Linked DNA regions of Hordeum vulgare: region 1 is linked to region 2. Evidence: chromatin contacts called from public Hi-C data. All regions are on one chromosome and are shown on one strand. Each heading gives the region's core, a stretch centred on a gene start, on an enhancer-like site or on the middle of the called end of the contact. The rest is flanking DNA. Distances are from core to core; before and after follow the strand shown. Region 1 has its middle 40 kb from the start of LOC123447036. Region 2 has its middle 59 kb from the start of LOC123447029.

What was found. A called contact is a pair of places that touch in the nucleus more often than the background predicts.
Region 1: a contact with region 2 is called in a Hi-C map of leaf, with 1.7 times the contacts expected there. The contact joins two enhancer-like sites. A contact is called at or near these places in 2 of 6 Hi-C or Micro-C datasets (leaf and seedling).

What each region holds. Positions count from the first base shown.
Region 1 is chr4H:560,099,641-560,102,566 of MorexV3_pseudomolecules_assembly, forward strand. No RefSeq gene overlaps it. Among protein-coding and RNA genes, the nearest start is that of LOC123447036, 40 kb to the left of the region's middle. Within about 2 kb of position 1,396, at least 1 of the 3 cell types and tissues checked has open chromatin away from gene starts, as enhancers often do. A contact at or near this core is called in leaf, where this site is marked.
Region 2 is chr4H:559,760,939-559,763,908 of MorexV3_pseudomolecules_assembly, forward strand. No RefSeq gene overlaps it. Among protein-coding and RNA genes, the nearest start is that of LOC123447029, 59 kb to the left of the region's middle. Within about 2 kb of position 1,288, at least 3 of the 3 cell types and tissues checked have open chromatin away from gene starts, as enhancers often do. A contact at or near this core is called in leaf, where this site is marked.

The DNA.
Region 1 (2,926 bases), core at 146-2,645, 340 kb after region 2:
TACTAACCAGGAATGTCCTATTCGCTGCTCTGTACCGAGCGGGGAGGATAGCGATTTTAAATGAATTGGTCCATTTAGCGAGTTGGAGCGTCTCTATTTTGGCAGTCTTCCAAGCCGGTTTTCTTCGGTTTTGGAAAACTTCTAGAAGATTCTCTGACCTGGTTTTTTCTTTCTGTTTCTGTTTTAAAAAATGTTCTAGATTATCAAAAAACGATTTTGGATTTTTCTAAAATGTTCATTTTTTCAAAAAATGTTCTTAATTTTTAAAAAATGTTTTGTATTTTCCAACAATATTCTCGATTTCAAAATTGTTTTTAAGATTCAAATTTGTTCTCGGTTACAAAACAAATTCTTAAGATTTAAAAAATGTTTGTGCTTTAAAAAATTGTACGTGGTTTCTAAATATTGTTCTCCGTTTTATAATTTTATTCTCAAGATTCAAAAAATGTTTTTGCTTTAAAATAAACACGCTTCCAAATTTGTTCAGCACTTTTCAAAATTGTTCTCGATTTGAAAATTTGTTCTCAAGATTCAAAAAATGTTTGTGCTTTAAAAATTTGTTCACTCTTTCAAATTTGTTCTCAAGATTCAAAAAAAATTTGTGCTTTAAAAATTTGTTCACTCTTTCAAATTTGTTCGGAGTTTTTCAAAATTGTTCTATGTTTCAAAATTTAGTTCTCAAAATTCAAAGAAATGTTCGTGATTTCAAAAATTGTTCGCGCTTCCAAATTTGTTCGGGTGTTTTCAATATTGTTCTCCATTGAAAAAAATCGAGATTTAAAACTGTTTGTTCTTTAAATAAAATTCGTGCTTTCAAATCTGATCAGGATTTTTCAAAATTTTCCTCGGTTCCAAATCTTCTTCTCAAGATTCAAAAAATGTTTGTGCTTTAAAAATTTGTTTGCGCTTTCAAATTTGTCTGGGATTTTTCAAAGGTATTCTCGGTTTCAAAATTCTATTCTAAAGATTCAAAAAATGTCCATGCTTTAAAAAAAATTGTTCGTGCTTCCAAATTTGTTCATGGTTTTTCAAAATTGTTCTCGGTTTCAAAATTTGTTCTAAAGATTTCAAAAAATGTTCAGGCTTTGTAAGTTTGTTCACGCTTTAGCTTTTGTTTTCCTTTTACAAAATGTTCATGTTTTAAAAAATGATGAGAAATTCAACAATGATTAGTTTTCAGAAAAAACGATAAAAGGAAAAAAATAAAAAAGGAAAAATTACAGTAAATAAAGGAAATAAGCAGAAAAGGAAAAAAGAAACAGAAAAAAAGAAAAACAATATTAGGGCAGGCCAGTCGGTGACAAGACTGTACGTCCGAAGGACTCCCTGCCCCAGAATGCGGCAGGTAGGAGCGGACGCCCGTGCTAAATAGGATACACAAATTCTCTCCAGGAGAACGTAAGGGGAACTCCTAGTCGGCGTCTTAAACGCTGGCTAGGAGAACCAGCGCTCACACGCACTGCATAACAGGCTGGCCCAGTCTCAGGGCGTATTTTTATGAAAAAGTAAAAAGCAAAAAAAAAACCGAACATAAAAGGTTCATAAAAGTGAAAAATGGTTCACAATTTCGAAACAAAAAGTTTATGAATTTGGAAAAACTCACCGTGATCTGAAAAAATAGTTTACAAATTTTTAATAAGTTCATGGATTTTGAAAATTAGTTAATAAATTTGAAAAAAGTTTTGATATGTTCGTTGAACTGAAAAAAAATCACAAATCTTAAAAAAAGTTTATCATTCTTGAAAAAAGTTCATACATTTCAGAAAAAAAGTTCACTAAATCTAAAAAAAGTTCATCATACTTTGGAAAAAGTTCATCGATATTCAAAAAAATTCATTAACTTTTCATAAAAAAATCGTAAAATTCAGAAAAGGGTTTGTTGATTTGGAAAAATATTTGTTCGTTTGAAAAGAAGTTAATCAAAAATGGCTGTTTTTCTGGAAAAAATGAAAAATTATATAAACATGAAAATGAAAATGAAAAAGTTATAAGAAGAGTAAAGAAAAAAAAGACAAACCGAAGAAAACCAGTCCTGAAAAATCCTAAATGAAAAACCCATCTAGGAAGCTTCCAGAACCTTCATAAAAACGGAAAACCACCCCCTTCCGATGGGCCGGGCCAAGACCTAATGCTGCAGGCGTCGGTTCAGAAAATTCACTTTAACCGATGCCTGCAGCGCAAATAGGATTTGTCGAACGTAAGCACATTGTTGGATATTCTGCCGCGTTTCTTGCTTATACCTATTGCGAGATGCACTGCGGCCATATTTCGCATTCAGCAGGACCGTAGATTGTCATGCTCCAGTGTCTACAGTTTTCAGGATGGCTCATTTCTGATCATATATGCATTTAATATACAGTTTTCAGGATGCACTGGTGGAGAGTACATTTTGAATAACTAATTAAAAATTAAAATAGTTCATAATTATTTTTAGATTACTTGACTTTGTTTTTCATTAATATTTAAATTTTTATGAAAAAGAAAGCAACATTGACTTCTGGACAAAAAAGACAAAATTTATTTATTATTATAGGTTATTATTCATACTATTTTGACCAACAAAAAGAAATCAAAGTGTAATTTTCCTTTTATGAATTTTTTCTCACAAATACCGTGAAAGGTCAAGTTTATTTTAAAATATTTTCAGAATTTCTTAACTTTTTGTTAAATTGCTAAAAGAATTATATATAGGATGTATATACATCTAGAAACAAAAAGTTCCATCCGTACATAGTGAGCGTTACTATGAATTCTGTAAACGGACGCCTGAAGCCCTCCAAGCTAGGTCTCCCTAACAACCGTGACTGTTCTAAAAACAAACTTGCTCTAGCTAACCTGAGTTCAGATTCTAGAAAACAAACCTAAGCTGTGTTCTCTGTGCTACTAGTGGAACCTCATGCAATGTATTAGTACTAATATATTCACG
Region 2 (2,970 bases), core at 38-2,537:
TGTGATCTTTAAAACATATATTTCTTAATTAGTGATTTTGTGAGACCGCTCAACATTTTCTCATGCACGAACGGATAAGCGCTCGCATTCATATTAGGCCAGCCCACGACACGGGGTACATAAGCACCGGGAAGATGTTCGGGCGGAGCTTCTATTCAGCGCCTTAAGCGTACAGTGAGGGAGAGCAAGAGGTATGGGCCGGCCCGCAAAGTATTCTGCGGATTCCGCTTTTGGGAACTTTCTAAAAGGTTCCTCGCCAGTTTTGCAAACCATCTAGAAGGTTGGTTTTTTTGTAGTTTCTAGTTTTTATTTTAGTTTCCCCTTTTTCCATTTTATCATTATTTTTCTCAAAATGCTTCGAATTTTCAATATTGTAAAGAATTCAAAAAAGTGATCCTATTTTTCAAAAAAAAAATCACAATTCAAAAAAAAGCCTTAAACCATTTTTGAATTTCAAAAAGATTTCTTGGTTTTTAAAAATACCATGGTATTTAAATTATTTTTTTTACCAATAAATAATTCACCGAAGTTAAAAAAATTGTCATAGTTTTGAAAATGTATAGGAATGTTCAGAAAAAAAATGTTTTCAGAAAATGTTCAAAAAAATAAAAAAAAACTCGCAATTTTATTTGATGTGTCAAAATTATTCACTCTTTTTCAAGAAAACTCATTTTTTTAAAATTATTTGTGCTTTTTCAGAAAACTTCGAATTTTCAAAAGTTATTTTGCTTGTACAAAGATATTAGAAATTCATAAAATCATAATTTCAAACTTGTTCACAACTTGAAAAAGTCTTCATTTTTCAAAAATTGTTCATGCATTCAAAGAAATCCATGTTCAGTAAGTTTTTTTATTTTCAAACTTTTTTATCTTTTAAACATCCTTTACAATTTCCAAGGAATTTTCCAAACTTATCTTAAAAAGTTTTCAAATGTGTCGCTAGTTTTTCTTATAATTTTGCGCTGGTTTGATAACGTGCACTCGCTAACTCCGTTAGCTATCAAATACCCTTTCACGAGCGTGAGTATTGGGTTCCATCCTCTATGCATTTTTGTGACTTTACTTCACATCAATATGATGTGCTCGCCCAACATCGCCAATGGGCCAGCCCACTCGGGGCACGTACATTGTGCGAGTAAAATGACCGTTATGCGAATCGACGTCAATTCGTTTCAGGCTGCGACATATAGGAGGACCCTGTTTTTCAGGTGGGTTGGTAAGTAGTTGGGCCTCCAAGCAGGCACAGAGAGGCCGACAGCGGCGGTCATCGTGCGGAATCGTGCGATCTAAGGCCCGTACAATGCAAGTATTCTGATTTCTTTACGGGAGTAGCAGCCCAGCCCATGTAGCACTCCTCTGTTTGCTAATGTAGCCCATGCGGAGTTTAGAACCCTAACAGCCGCAAACACCCAATAATGCAGTTCCAACAATTAAAAACGATAGTTACTTGAGATGGCCGAAAAGATGCACGGTTATAACACTTCTAAACTTTAGGACAAAAAAAAAATCAAAAGCAGTATCATATCTGGATCGACAACTTTATGGAAATAATTATTCACACACGAAATGTTCAAGCAAGAAGAAAGATAGTCTAATCAGGATGACCATAATATAGCTCGAAAGTCGCTACAGCTTGTTCCAAGTCGTTATGGTTGGCTTTTGGAGCCCCAGGCTATGTAAAACATTATATTGTTGAGTAACAAAATCTGGGTGTAAACAATGAACGTATCCTTTCCTCCTCCGCAACAAACTACTCTTAGGCGACTAGGATTTTCCCTTCTCCCATCGGTGGCTCCGCGGTCTTCCTCGCCTCCCATGGCCTTTGGGCCATGGAGGTGCGAACGACCACTCATTCGACGTCTTGGTTAGGATTGTGTGGAGTCGATGATGTCTCCTGCGAGAAACGATGTCCCTCATGTCTGATCCCCGTCTGATGATGCGTGTAGCATCATCGGAGGGGGTGTGGTGGTGTGTCTTTGTCGGATCTTGCGGGATTCAATTGATGTTAGTCTTTGGTGGATTTATTTAGATCTGGTCTTCGTTGTGTATTGTTTACAAGTTTGTCCTTTCAGTCAACATTTATCTTAATTTTTTCCTTATTGGTGGAGAGGAAGAGAGGGAAAGAGAAGAAAAAATGAAGAAAAGAAAAAAGGTGGTCTGGGATAGCACCGCGTCCTATGTGACGGATTGATCGGACAAGTGCAAGGAGTCCATGACGATTCTCTTGTCGACTCTGGAGGAACCAAGGGGGAAGGTGAAACCCTCGCATCTGGAAGGATTTGAGATCCACACAGAAACAGGTTTGAGCGATTCCCTCCTTGATAAGGTAAAGGTTGATTTGTTCTCTAACAAGGAAAGAAACATCTCTCGAGAGATTGAGGACCTCTGTGCTTTTAGATGAAAGGGTGAAATTAGGAGATCGAAATTTATACCTAGTCTCCCCTAATAATAAAGCGCTTAGTGTTTCTGCCGTGCGTCGTCGGCCATTTTGCAGAAAAACCCTTGCGTTTTTCACAAATCAACCCACAGTCCGGATATAAGTGACAAGCACGAACCGTTTTTTTGTTGTCTTGCAGAAAGACCCTTATGTTTTCATGAAATCAACCCGCAATCCGTTTTGTCCGCATTTTACAGAAAAAACCCTAACTTTTACGATATTATACGTACGTATGTCCCGTTGCACGCAAGTTACTGATGTGAATCATCATGCATGATTTTTTTAACATTGTGAATCATTTAGGCCATCAAATTGTTAGTCCTGCGATATACTTCTATTTTGTTCCTCCGATGCTTCTCTGAGGTGTAAATACCTTTAATTTTCACATATTAAAAACAATGTCCGTGAATTTAGAAAATAGATTACTGATTTATAAAAATGTTTGTTTATTCAGAAAAATTTCATGCGCTTCAGAAAATGTTCGTGAATTTAAAAAAAATCCTCCAATTTCAGAAAATATATTCGTCTATGCT